Linked DNA regions of Sus scrofa: regions 1 and 2 are each linked to region 3. The links are chromatin contacts, called in public Hi-C and HiChIP or PLAC-seq maps. All regions are on one chromosome and are shown on one strand. Each heading gives the region's core, a stretch centred on a gene start, on an enhancer-like site or on the middle of the called end of the contact. The rest is flanking DNA. Distances are from core to core; before and after follow the strand shown.

Evidence for each region. A called contact is a pair of places that touch in the nucleus more often than the background predicts. HiChIP or PLAC-seq counts read pairs in DNA pulled down with a chosen protein or histone mark.
Region 1: an H3K27ac HiChIP or PLAC-seq map of alveolar macrophages shows a contact between it and region 3. The contact joins the promoter of PTPN1 here to the promoter of TMEM189 in region 3. A contact is called at or near these places in 1 of 5 promoter capture datasets (liver) and 2 of 2 datasets of contacts at active chromatin or transcription factors (alveolar macrophages and skeletal muscle).
Region 2: a contact with region 3 is called in a Hi-C map of adipose tissue, with 5 times the contacts expected there. The contact joins the enhancer-like site here to the promoter of TMEM189 in region 3. A contact is called at or near these places in 1 of 5 promoter capture datasets (fetal skeletal muscle), 1 of 47 Hi-C or Micro-C datasets (adipose tissue) and 2 of 2 datasets of contacts at active chromatin or transcription factors (alveolar macrophages and skeletal muscle).

The regions. Positions count from the first base shown.
Region 1 is chr17:52,015,474-52,020,005 of Sscrofa11.1, forward strand. PTPN1 (protein tyrosine phosphatase, non-receptor type 1) reads left to right here and starts at 1,631. Exons shown (of 10, transcript NM_001113435.1): 1 at 1,631-1,864. The coding sequence starts at 1,802.
Region 2 is chr17:51,971,776-51,976,266 of Sscrofa11.1, forward strand. No RefSeq gene overlaps it. Among named protein-coding and RNA genes, the nearest start is that of PTPN1, 43 kb to the right of the region's middle. Within about 2 kb of position 2,361, at least 14 of the 83 cell types and tissues checked have an H3K27ac peak or open chromatin away from gene starts, as enhancers often do. A contact at or near this core is called in adipose tissue, alveolar macrophages and skeletal muscle, where this site is marked.
Region 3 is chr17:51,695,211-51,699,851 of Sscrofa11.1, forward strand. TMEM189 (transmembrane protein 189) reads right to left here and starts at 2,771. Exons shown (of 6, transcript NM_001205093.1): 1 at 2,556-2,771. The coding sequence starts at 2,679. LOC102164659 (a long non-coding RNA gene) reads left to right here and starts at 2,916. Exons shown (of 3, transcript XR_002339851.1): 1 at 2,916-3,380.

The DNA.
Region 1 (4,532 bases), core at 381-2,880, 320 kb after region 3:
TAATAATGAAGGGTCATATTAATTGATCAACTCATTATACTGAAAGCATTATAAATACTCTTTCAATCTTCACACCACCCTATGAAGTAGGTACTTTTTTTTTTTTTGTCTTTTTAGGGCTGCACATGTGGCATATGAAGGTTCCCAGGCTAGGGGTCATATCAGAGCTGTAGCTGCCCGCCTACACCACAACCATAGCAATGCCAGATCTGAGCTGTGTCTGCAACCTACACCACATCTTGCAGCAACGCTGAATCCTTTAATCCACTGAGCAAGGCTAGGGATCGAAGCTGCGTCCTCACGGATGCTAGTCAGATTTGTTTCTGCTGAGCCACGACAGGGACTCCTGAAGTGGGTACTTTTATTATCTTCATTTAACAAAGAAGGGAAAGAAGGCAGAGAAGGGGTAGGTAATTTGCCCAAGGTTGCACAGCTAGTGTTTGGTTGCGTTGGAATTTGGAATCAGCCTGGCTCCAAAGCAAGCACTCCCCTGGAGACTACTTAGAATCCTGGCTTCCATACCAATATGCAAAGCTACACTGGACAAGTGATTTTGCCTCTCTGCACCTCAGTTTCCTCACCTGTAAAATGGGAATGATACCAGTGTCTATATTGTAGGGTTGTTGTAGAGATTAAATGAGAAAGTGTACTTGGAATGCCAGGCACAGTGCCTGCCATAAGCATTCAAGGAATGAGCTGGAATTCAACACAGCTGCTTCTTGGGAGGCTTGAGATGGGAAGAGTGAACAGAGATAATTCTGTCCTCCTCTAGGTCTCTGACCCCATGGAATTCGCAATCTCCACATAACGTGTCAGGACCAAAACTGGATGGCTTAAAGTAGAATCTGTGGGAAGGAAACCTGACCAGCCCTTCTCATATGTGCTTCAAAGATCATAGATATAGAATTAGCTGGAGTTGCCCGTGAAAAATACAGATTCCTGTATCCGAATCCTTTGGAGGTGGACCCAGAAATCTGCCATTATTCAACACACGAATGCACCATGGAATTTGTGCTCCACTGAGTCCAGTCTGAGCAGGTTTTCCTTCCTACTTTGGGAAAAAGTGAAAATCATTACAAGACCCCAATCCATTCATTCTTGCAATGCCCAAGATAGGAGACTCCAAATGGAAATCTTGAGTTTCAGACAAGGATAGTACATTCAGGGGGCACCAGCAGCCTGGTAAATCAGGAAGCTCTAAGTTGTCATGAAAAAAACGCGCATATCTTGCTGGAGGCGGGAAGATAGAAGGGGAGCGTTCAGCGGCCCCCACCCCCGCAGCTTGGAGCACTTAGGCCTGGGCCCTGGAGCTGCAGGAAACAGGGATGATGCTTCAAAGTCACTCTCTGACTCAATGGACCACGTGGAGGCTTAAACTCTAAATCTGTGGGGGCTTTGCAAACCCACGCGCGTGGGCGGGGCTCCCGGGGGTCGCCTAAGCAACCGGCGCGTGCCACGCCCAAGCCCGGAGCCCAGGATGGGAGGAGGAAGCGCACGCTGCAAGATATCTCGCGGGGCTGAGGCGGCTCTCCTCAGCACCTCCCCCGACTCCGCCCTGCGGAAGTGCTCGATGACGTTTTGAACGCTTATTGGTCCTTCCGCTTGAGGGGCGGAGCCCGCGGCAGCGCTGTGCGTACTTCCGGCTGCCGGGTTGACATGAAGAAGCAGCGGCGGCCGGGGCGGCGGTAGCGGCCGGAGTCGAGGTTTGCTGCGGGACTCCGGGCGGAGTGTGCGAAGCGGCCGAGAGAAACAGACGGCGCAGTGGGCCCAGGAGGAGGCGCAGCAGCCGCCCTGGCCGGTCATGGAGATGGAAAAGGAGTTCGAGCAGATCGACAAGGCCGGGAACTGGGCGGCCATTTACCAGGTGCGGGAGCTCCCCGGAGCGCGGCAGGCCCTTCGCTTAGGCCTCGTGAACCTTCTCTTCAGACCCCAGACCCCTTTCTCCGCCTGGGTCCCGCCCTCCGCTCAGCCCTGCTGCTTGAGGATTCGGTCCGACGGCAGCGGAGGCCGGTCCCCTCTCTTTGTCCCCCGGGTGGGTCTGCGTCTCTCCCTGGCTTCGCAGTCCCCTTTGATTTCCCACCTACCTCATATCCTCCAGCCCGGGTGACCTCTCAGTCCTGGGAGCCGCCCGCCTCTGCTCCCCCTTGCACCCCGACCCCGCCCCCCTGCCTGTCCAGTCTTTGTCCCCAGGGGTTGATAGAACACCCCCACTACTTCCTTTTCTAAACTGGACCACCTCAAACTGTCTTCCTTTGTCTCTCTGGGGGAAAGGGTTGCTCTCCCCTCCCTCCTTTACATTTCCTTTCCCCTAGTGTGTGTCGAGTCCCATGGATGACAGTCCCTTCCCCCTTCCTGTTCATTCATTTAATGGGTCTGAATTGGCGTGCCTCTTCCGTGCTAGGCACTGCCTAGGCGTTGGAGGTAGTGTTTGCTGGACAAGACAGACAAGATCCTGTCCCCCGTGGAGCTGCGAGTCGAATAGGACGGTCAGACACAAAAGCAAATAATTTCAGATGGCGACAAGTGCTGTGAAGAAAACAAAACATAACGGGGTGAAGAGTAACTTTAGGGGAAAGTGGGCTACCTCAGAGAATGGGATCAGGGAAGATCTGTCAGAGGAAGAGACGTCTGCTCTGTGAGCTAAGCCCTGAGAGTGTCAGACTCTTGCTTTCTAGCCGGGAAGCCAGTAGTACCCACTCCACTGGGCCAAAATATTACCCTGTGTCGGACAAGCAACAGGGAAGATTAACCTTTTTTATCCCTCTCTAAAATAGTATCTTTCCTCCATGAGCATCTTATCCTTTGATCATGGTTGAGATGATCGTGTCTTCCCAGTCCTCATCTTCTTGTGGGTTATGGTGGTTCAGAAATGAAAAGTTAGGAAGGTGGGGGTTCTCACATATCGCCACATCTTCAGATTAAAAAGACCCAGAGGTCTGCTTTCCCAAACAGCTAAATCCTCTGAAGAAAATACGTGCTGCCTATTAAATGTCATTGTGGGGGTTGTGAGGATTAACCAAAACCACACTCGGTGTTTTAAATAAGCAATGTACAGAATAGAGAGATGTTGTTACTTGTGTAAAGGGAGAAGGCAGTTTATTCTGTTTGGGGCTTATAGGCTCAAAAGGCAAATTGTGAGATCCATCAGCTGGTAGTATTAAAGTCTATTTTGAGCTCCACTTAAAAAGGAAAAAAGCTTTAAGCAGTTCTTTGGTATGCTTGACTAACAAAAGCCTTTTTTTGTCAGGCTTGGTTTCATGTGGATTTGCATCAAGCTTATTTGACAGGATTCTCTTTAGTTGCACTGTAATGTATATTAGCTTCTGATAGGCTAATATTTCTAACCACTTTAATCTGTATAAGTACGATCAATCAATATATAAAATTTGTATTCCGTGTCTAGTCTCTCTGAGTTAATCGAATGAATTCCGCTAGTGACTTAGAGAATGTGTAGACAAATTTACTGCATCGCATTTAATACAGTAGACTCTAAAGTGGTTTAAATGAAACAATTCTCTGTCTGAAGTGTTGGGGTTGATTATGATATTCCGCATCACATCTGGGGGTGGCCTCCAGGAGGCACTGGGCAGTGTGGGAGACCAGTCACTCAAGCATTGTTAAAACTGTGTTCAGCAGGCCACTAGCATGGAACATGGTCTTCCCTTAATTTCTCTCATTGTTCTTATGTTTGTCTATCACCTTGGAACCCCAGGAGCTAGTTGAGGTTGCTGTACAGTTGATTTCTCTAGATTCTAGAGGTAGTTTCTTTTATCTTAAAGAATCGTACACCATGGGCTTTCTCACCTCTGCAGTACAGATATTTTTCTTTTGCAGAGTTACAATCAGAAGTTCTTTTCTTTCCGGACATAAAAAGTGGCTTCTGGACATTAAAAGTGGCCAACTGTGACATTTTAAAAAATGAGGGGTTCAAACGACCTTGAGATCTAAAGTGGCACTTTTCCAAAGTGTGTGCCAATTTACCAAAACCATTATTTTTTAGGAATTCACAGAAATGTGTTTATGGTTGGTAGAAAATGGAAGTTAAAAAAATTAATATTTTATAGCATGTCACAGTGAGGGCAGCCTTATATAAAATCATTTTGAGCTTGCTGAGTCTGATGATTTTAAAAATAATATGTAATTTTTGCTTGACATTTTGTAAACAAAGCAGTGGTTATTTCTCAGTATACTAACTTCTTACTAGAATGAAAAGATGTAAAAACTTGGAAACAGTTGGGAAAAGAACAAAGGATGAAGTAGACTTGAACTCTGAGGAATGTGGTGGCTTAGAAAACAAATGTTTCAGGCAAAGATCCTCTGTTAGCTCCGTTTAATAAAGTGAGCATAATTGTTTTTAATTGTTAATGCTTATGAATAGCATAGATACTAATACGCATTTAGGTCTATAAAAAGTCAGCTTTGATAGCATGCATAGATGGTTTTAAAAATTGTTTTCTATCATTTAAACAATTGTATGTCTGGTTTGAAAAGTGGAAGTAATACTTAACAAGCCTGAAGTGTCCAGAAGAGAA
Region 2 (4,491 bases), core at 1,111-3,610, 280 kb after region 3:
TAGAAGGATGGGACAAAGAATAATTTTTCTTCTTTCTTCTTTGATGTGTTTTTTTCCTAATCTTCTTTAATAAGCATGGTTTCAATTTAGATGGGAAAAAAAATAACAGCAAATCAAGAGAAGGGGGAGCCCGCAAGCCCTTTCTGTTCCATACAGTTTTCCCACAAACTGGGGCAGGGTGGGGCAGGGCGGGGTGGTCAGAGAAAGAGCTGCCCTTTAGAAGTGAAGCAAGAGTGGGAAAACCAGCGCCTTCTGAGCTAGCGGAAGGTGTCAGGCGACCAGGGGGAAGTTGTGCGAAAAATGACAAAGCATGCCCTCTCCCAGCACAGGGTATGGTGGACACTGTGATGCTGCCACTCCCCAAAGCCTTCCCAGACCCCTGCCTGTCGCCACAGCCCCACGTGTCCCCATAGCATAACATGTATCACTGAGTCTGTGCCCCTCTTCACATGTTACCTGACTTAACCTGGTCCTGACAACATGTATGGAGGAAACCATAGGTCACTACATTAGCCTCATTTTACAGAGCAGGAAACTGAGGCTTAAAATGTTAAACAATTTGTTCAAGGTTGCCTAGCTGGTAAATGGCTGAGTCTAAATTTAACACCATTTGGTTTCATTCTGTCTGATTAGTCTCCTTCTTCTCATATCTACTAAACCAAATGGTGAGTTTCTGGAGAAAGGGATGGGTTCACAGGCTTTACCATATTCCCAGGGCTTGGCATAGGATCTAGCACATGAGGACCTAATAATAATGAATGACTAAATTAATTAACAAATTGGGGATGGATGGATGGATGGATGGATGGATGGATGGATGGATGGACAGATTCACTGAAAGTTAAGTGGGTGAAATGAATGGATGAAAGGGTAAATGGATGGATAGATGGAGAGATGGATGGATGAATGCATGGCTGGCTGGCTGGCTGGATGGACAGGTCAGTGGATGAATGGATAGGTGGATAGATAAGTGAAATGCATGAATGAAAGGATGGATGGATGGATGGACAGATAGATGTATGGACAGATAGATATATGAACGTATGGAAAGGTAAGTGGGTGAAATGCATGGATGAAAGGATAAATTGATGGATGGATGGATGGATGGATGGATGGAGAGATGGATGGATGGAGAGATGGATGGATGGATGGACAGATAGATGGATGAATGAATAGATATGTAGGAGGGTGAAATGTATGAATGAAAGGATGGATGGATGGATAGATGAATGGAGGATGGACAGGTAGATGGATGAATGGATGAGTGGATAGATAAGTGAAATGCATGAATGAAAGGATGGATGGATGGATAGATGGGTGGGTGGATGGATGATATTGATGGATGAGTGAGTGAGTGAGTAGAATGCATACATGGAATGAATGCATGACTATACATGTAAAAGAATTAACTAAATAAATGGTCATGGAAAGCAGAGGCATTAGGAGTTCAAGTGTTTGTTCCTGGACCTTGAATGCACCCTTCAGGAAGGTCTTAAACTGGCAGTTCTCAGGCCAAATCAGGCTTCAGACTTGTTTTATTTGGACATCAAGGGTTTTTAACTTTTTAATTAATTGCCATTGTGTAAAAATTAGGAAATTTCACATAAGTAATCTAGATTTCTGCCTTCTCTTGCAAAATTGGGCCAGCCCACAGGAAACAAAGTGCCAGGACTAACCAGGCTGAGCCGTCTGGGACACCACGGTCCCCACCACTCCCCAGTGCATCCCTCATGTTGAGGTTGAGTCTCAGCTGCCGTTTATCATGGCACTGGGGCTGGCGTTTTTCTCACAGTACAAATATAATGAAAACGAAAAATCTCTTGTACATGACTTTCCATCAAAAGTGGGAAAATGAAAATATATAAAAAGAAAACTGGGAGAAAAGGTATTTCTTTGTGGAACAAGAGAATATTTCTGTGGATTTGAAACCCAAGCAATGCATACTTTTCTGAGGGACAGTAGATTACATTGGTTAAGGGCACAGGTGCTGGAGCCTGACAACTTGGGTTCAAGCCCCAGCTCTGCCACCTACTGGCTGTGTGGCCTTGGGCAAGTCACTGAACTTCTCTGGGCCTCAGTTTTCTCATCTCTGTGGCAGGGATGGTGTCGGTCCCCACCCCCAGGGTATTAATACTTGTTAATACAAGTTCCTATATGTGAGGCTCTGTGTGTGTGAGCCATTCTTACCTTAAGCAGGACTAACTTCGGTCACTGCCTGGGCCCTGTAGGTCCACAGTAGGGGTTCTAAACCCAAGGCCATTTGGCAATGTCTAGATTTGGCAATGTCTAGAGACCTTGGACTGTCACAACGTCCCATTCCAGGCTGCAGCCAGTTAAACAAGGGATGTGTCCCCAGCGCCTCCTGGTGGCCTCATCCCTAAACTGCGTGAAATTCCCCAGCCTTGGGTAGTGGTGGAGAGATTGGGGACTTACCCCAGGGCCATAGTCTCCAGACTAGTTGTCAGGGTAGAGATTTAAAGTAATGAAAGATGGCAGCAAAGGCTTGGGCGTTTGGATCCCAGCTCTTGAACAGAGCAGCAGGAAGACTTGAGCCAAATTCTATGACCTTTCTGGACCTCAGTTTCCTCCCCTATAAAATGGGGATGATGTCACTTCAGTGTTGTTGAAGGACTAGATTAGGTAACAGACAAAAACAGACAGCGCACATGGGACTCTTCACAATCGTCTTCTCTGACACTGGTGTACATCCAAATCCATAACCATTTACATTTGATGAACTTCCAAACTACTCAGAGTGATTTTTTGGTTTTGTTTTGGTTTTGTTTTTTGTCTTTTTAGGGCTGCACCTGTGGCATGTGGAAGTTCCCAGGCTAGGGGTTGAATTGGAGCTGTAGCTGCCAGCCTATGCCACAGCCACAGCAACGCAGGATCCAAGCCACGTCTGCAGCCTACACTACAGCTCACAGCAATGCCAGATCCTTAACCCCACTGATCAAGGAGGGATCGAACCAGTGTCCTCATGGACACTAGTCAGGTTTGTTACACTGAGGCACACTGGGCACTCCATCAGAGTGATTTTTGTTTTATAAAGACATATTTACTTACATGGAATGGGATCCACATATATCATCAAGTAACCTCAGGCTTCAAAAACCTTGTGCCCAGAAGGATCCCATTTTTGTTTGGCTTACCTGGATGTTCAAATAGGTACACTTGTAGCATATATGAGAAAGAAAGACCTAAATTTCTTCTTATATAAAGAGCTCTTGCAGATGGAAAAAAAGAAACAATTATCCAATGGAAAGATAGGCAAAGGACTGAATGCTTTGCTACCAGAAAAGAAATAATAATACAAATGGCCTTTAGATATATTTTTAAATCCCCAACCTAATATAAAAGGAAGGACTGCAGAATACAACCACCGTGAACACCTTTTTCCCCAGTGAGCAGGGCAAAGATTGAGAAGTCAAATCATAGTAGGCGTCGGCTAGAGTGTGGGGAAACCAGCCCTCACGTAAGCTGATGGTCTGAATGCCAATTGGTAGGTATGACCTTAGAAAGCATTTGGACAATAAGTGTTAAAATTTAAAAACGCACCTGCCCTGTGACCAGGCAGTTCAGCTGCTAGGAATGTATCCCCACAGAAATAGATCCACATACACGGAAAGACTCCTGTGAAGGGAATACTAATTGCAGCATTGTTTGCTGCAGCAAAAGACTGGAATCACCTACATGACTATCACCAGGGGCTGGTTAGATAAATTATTATATTCAGACAATGGAATGTGTGAAGAATGCTCTCCTAGTGCCGATCTGGAAAGATCTCCAAGGTACATTGTTAAGTAAAAAACAAAACAAAACCAAACAAAACCAATGCAGAACAGGGTGTGTCGTATGCGTCTATTTAGAGAAACAGCTACAGGAATCCATGAACGCCTTTGCTTATCTACACTGTGGATCGCTCTGTAACGATCCCCGAGAAATGACCACCAGGACGGCTTCTGGAGAGAGAAGCTTGGAGATTTGGAGCAGGGGGGCAGGGGTTAAGGATTAGAGAGAGAATATCCACTGTAAATCTTGCGGCGCCTTTTCAATTATTTCTCACATGACTATGTTTCCTTAATAATTTTTCAAAAAGCGTTTAATGCCCTGACAGATGAGAGAGGGAGAGAAGTGCCCACAAGGGTGTGCTCCATAGTGTCAGCACCACTTATCTCTGGGTGGTATGAATTTGGAGTGACTTTTATTCTTTTTACTTAAGTGGATTTTCCAACTTTTGAAATCATTATCAAGAACTATTTGGTAGCTTAAAAAAAAAATTCTTTAAAAGTAGACCCTCTGGAGTTCCTGTCGTAGCTCAGTGGAAACAAATCTGACTAGTGTCCATGAGGACGCAGGTTCACTCCTTGGCCTCACTTGGTGGGTGAAAGATCCAGCACTGCCATGAGCTGTGGTGTAGGTCGCAGACGCAGCTCAGATCTGGCGTTGCTATGGCTGTGGTGGAGGCTGGCATTGTAGCTCTGATTTGAC
Region 3 (4,641 bases), core at 1,521-4,020:
CTGCCAACTACTAAGGTGCCAATCCCCTCTGGCCCCAGGAATCTCAAGAATTCAGTCCTGGAACCCAGGAACTTTCCGCCTCTCCCCTGGCTCACTCTGTTCCAGCCCACCAGCCTCCTTGGTGTCCTGCAAACACTGCAGGCTTGCTCTCACCTCAGGGCCTTTGCACTTGCCGTGTCCCTGGTCTGGATCAATCCTTTCTCAAATATCTTCATGCTTCCCTCCCTTCTAGTCTCTGTTTAAACGTCATTTGGTCAGTGAGGCCTCTCTCTACTGCCCTCTCTCTAAAATGTCACTGTGATTTCACTTTCCCTTTTTCTGCTACAAGTTTCACAGCACTTGTCACCATTAGGCAAGTAAGATATTTCCCTTGTTTACTGAGTTTACTAAAATGCCAGCTCCATTCTTCTTACTTTGTTTACCTCTTTGCCCTCAAAGCCTAGAACAGGGACTGGGACAAGGGTGCTCAATATGTATTCAGTCTGGCCCCTTATTTTAGGCCCAGAGAAATGAAGGTTCTTATTAAAAGCTACATAAGAAAGGGACAAAGGCAGGCAGAGGGAGGAGGATGGAATTTGGAGAAACCGTTCTTCCTTCCTCACTCCCCCTACCCAGGCACTTTTCCCAGCCCTGCCCCAAGTGCAGTCAGGAGGAGATAAGGTCTCTGACTGCAGGTGTGGGGCACCAGGAGATTGCAGCCTTAGATCCCCAAGTGGCTGTTCTTTAGAGAGTGAGGGGCACTTGGGGAAACCAGAAGTGGACAGAGGGTCAATCATGGGAATGAAGAGATGGTGGTCCACTGGGGAGGCTTAGAATGACAACGTACGATTTGGTTGAAGGTGGGTAGAGCTGGACACCAAAGGAGGGGGGCCCCTGAATCCTTGATCCCAGGTGGTGAGTCTGAGGACCAAAGAGGCAAGGCAGCTTACTCCGAGACTCACAGGAAAGGTTCAACTATTGGGTTAATAACAGGGATTGCCTACTGTATCCCAGGCACTGGCCAAGGGAGATGATCTAATTTCTTCTTTTCAATGATACTGAGGAACAGATAAACTGTACCTTGTTCCCATTTTAGAGGTGAGGAAACAGAGGCTCAGAGATGGAAAGTGGCTTGGCCCAGGTCATACAGCTAAGAAGTAGAGTCCGGAAGTCAGGTCCAGACTGTCTTAGGGAGCAGAGGAGGTTTTAAAGGCCACAGACTGGGTGTCTGGGGAACAGGCTGAAGAAACCATGGCAGCATGGGCCAGGTGCCCAACTTAGGCATGAAAAAAAATTACAAACAGAACATGGAATTACAAGTCTAGAAAGGCCTCTGGTGAGCTAGGACACAAAGAGAGAGCAAATGGCCCAAGGTCACAGTTATGGCAGAGATGGTATGCAAACCCAGGCCAGTCAGGGCACAAAGCCAAAGGTGGTAGTGGACTCATGCCTGCCCCAGGCTAGGGCTGTACATGGTGGATACACCCTGGCAAAATGAAAGATGTCCGAACGTTTGACAAACAAAGCTTGGTGTGATGGCAACATCCAGGCAGAGGGGCCTCCCAGTCACCTGACTCCAGAGTTCTCAAAGGCACTTCCTTAACCCCTGGGGACACTTGGCCTTCCTGCAACCTGGCAATGAGATTCCTGAAGCTCAAGTGGAAGTCAGAGAAGGGGGAGGGCGCTGGTGCTTGCCGGAGCAGAAATGGTAGGCCCAGCAGGAAGAAGCCAGGGCCCTTGGCCTGGGGACAGAACCTCTGGAGACCCTCAAGTCCTAATAGAGGGGGCTAATATAAACACATGGGAGAAGGTTGGAGTTGGGGCTTGTATATGAGAGGAGCTTAAATGGAAGATTCGTAGTGCCCCCACCACCCTAGGATTCCAAAGTATGGAGTGAGAGATAATGCTGGGGGGAGGGGAGGAGGAGGGAAGGGTGGTCTGCAGATGGAATCTATAAATACAGGATGGGGCTTTGGAGGAAAAGTTTCTGGGGAACCCATTAGCTGTGGGACCCTGAGTTGATGTTCCCAGAGCAGGGAGCCTAAACGTGCCCAGATTTGTGGGGTGAGGTTACTAAAGTCCAGGGCCTTGGCTAGGGCAGAGATGGGGCCCTAGAGTGTGAACTTCCGATCTGGGGAACTTGGAATACGGTGTAACTTTTGGGGGGGTCGAGGACGGTGCATGTGGCTGAGGGGTTGCCTTCAGCTTGGACGGGGTCCTGGGGTGCGGGGTGGTTCCTAAGTCTAGGGACGCTCTTTGCAGCCGCGGGTACCCTGGGCTAGGATCTGGATCTGGTAGGATGATGGGAGCTGTTTGTTGCCCGAGGAGCTGATATGGCAGTTTCTAGACCTGGGGACTGTTTTTGCATCCAGAAAGTCCCGGGACTGGGATTCTAGCTTGGGCTTGGAAGAGGCGCAGGGGTGGGGTCCCGGACTTAGGGGTGCTATTTGCAAGTTAGAAGCCGCTGGAGTTTGCATCGAGGCCTGAGGCAGGGGTTCCGATACAGCGGACTGGGGGTCGCTGTCCGTAGCTCGGACGGGTGACTGCAGGCCCGGAGGGGGGCCCAGAGGTCCTACCTGGTGAGTAGAGCGCGGCCAGCTCGCGGGCCCCGGCATGCTGCGCGCCCCAGCGCCGGCAATACGCCGCCTCGTCCTCGTCGAGCTCCAGCTGCTGGCCCGGTCCGTCTTCCGCGCCCGCCATGGCCACTCGCCTGGCCCGCCCGGTGCTCTCTGCTGGCGGCGGCGGCGGCGGCGGCAGGGCCGCGGAACCGCGGCGAGATCACGCCGCCCAATGACCGCCCAGCACCGCGCGCGACTGCGGCGCTGGCGGGGACCTCGCCCGGCCGCGCGTCACAGCCAATCCGGACCCGCGCCGGGGCCACACCGGCCAATCAGCGGCCGCTGAGCCGCAGCCAACCGCGGCGAGCGGGGGGCAGGACCGCAGCTGGCGCAGCTGGGCACGGAAGCGTAGGGCGGCGGCGCTTCTCTCCCGGTCCCGCTCCGTCTCCGGCGCCAACCGCACCGGAACGCGGGCAGTGTGGACGCCCACCTCGGGCTCGGTTTACCCGCCGGTGGAGAGGGCCGAGGTCTTGCGCCAGCGGACCTAGAAGCGGCGTCTCTTCAGCACGCGCAGTCCAGCGTCTACTCTGTGCCAGGGACCCGTGTGGAGGGTGCCTGGTCGGGGCCGGGGAGCCAGCGCTTCCTGGGCACTTTAAACAGTGCTCCCTGGCTGGGACCGGTTTACCCCGGGCCGGCTTCTGGGCCCTGCCGCGCGAGGACCGAGCGTACCCCTACGGTGCGCGGCGCGCCGGGGGACGAGAGACGTCGAGCCTGACTCACCCCTGGGGACTCCTGCTCTCCTGAGGGAGAGGACAGGAAACTGCTGAGAGTCACTAAGATTTGGTGAGCGCTTAAGACCTGTTAGGCGCCGGGCCAAGGGCTGGACAACAGCATGTTCTTACAATAACGAATTGTGTTGCCTCCTCAGAGGCCCCTCCTGACCGCGCCACTCTGAGTTGCTCCCTCCTCTCCGCCAGTCACTGTGACATCATCCCTTTTGTCTTCTCAGTGCTTGTCGTAGGCGGTGAAGAGTTCGCGTCCTCCCCACCAGAAAGCAAGCTCCCGAAGGCCGGGACTTGGGTGGTTCACAGCTGAACCGCCGTGTCTGGCTCAGCATAGGGCTCCTGTTGGAAGCTCAGTAAATGCTGAATGCGTTAAGGCTCAGCCAAATGACTTTACTGCCTCAGCAGGTAAATGACACGTCCAGCTGGCTACAAAGTACAGAATAGTTGTTCACATAAATTCCATATGGTGCTACCAAATGGGAGGCCACGGAAGGACCCAAGAGGTGCCCAGGGGGAGCAGGGACCGGACATAAGACCCCTTCTAGAATGTATTTTGGAGCTCCATCCTTGTTCTGGTGTTCTGAGGGTTTAAGCCCTGGATTTCTCAGCTGCTAGGAAAAGCCAGTCACCTCAGGTGTGATTCCTGGGTGTTCTTGTGCCGGGTGGCTGCTGTCTCCAGCCAGGCCTGTGCTCCTTCCCTGCTTCCTTCTATACTTCCTCCCAGGAAAGAAAAGTATGCTTCTGTAGCAGGGACAGGTTGCAGCCCAAATCCTGATGAATTCTGGCAAAAGTGGGTGGCCTTGTATTATTAGCATACACCATTCGATTTTTCAAATCCAGGAGTTTAACGTGTTTTGCCTTGATGGGGGCTGGATCTCAGATTTCAAGGAGACAGCTTCCCAAGCTCTCTGCACGTGTCCCAGACCTCCAAGCAGGTTGCGATGGCTGGTTACTGCTGATGTCTATCAATCTCCTAGTGCAGCACAAGATGGGTGAAGGACAAACAGACTGCTAAGGTCATTCATTCATTCACTCAGCACATATTTATTAAGCACCCACCTGGCCTGGGCTATTCTAGGGAAATAGCAAGGAACATGACAGTCTCCTGGGAGGTGGGGGTGAAGGTCAGAGAAGACCTGTTCAAGAAGTGACATTTGAGCTAAGACCTAAAAGAGATGGAATGAGCTATGGCAATATCTGGGGGCAAACTGTTCCAAGCTAAAGAGTTCCCAGTGTGGCTCAGTGGTAACAATCCTGACTAGTATCCATGAGGATGCAGGTTCGATTCCTGGCCTTGCCTAGTGGGTTAAGGATCCTGT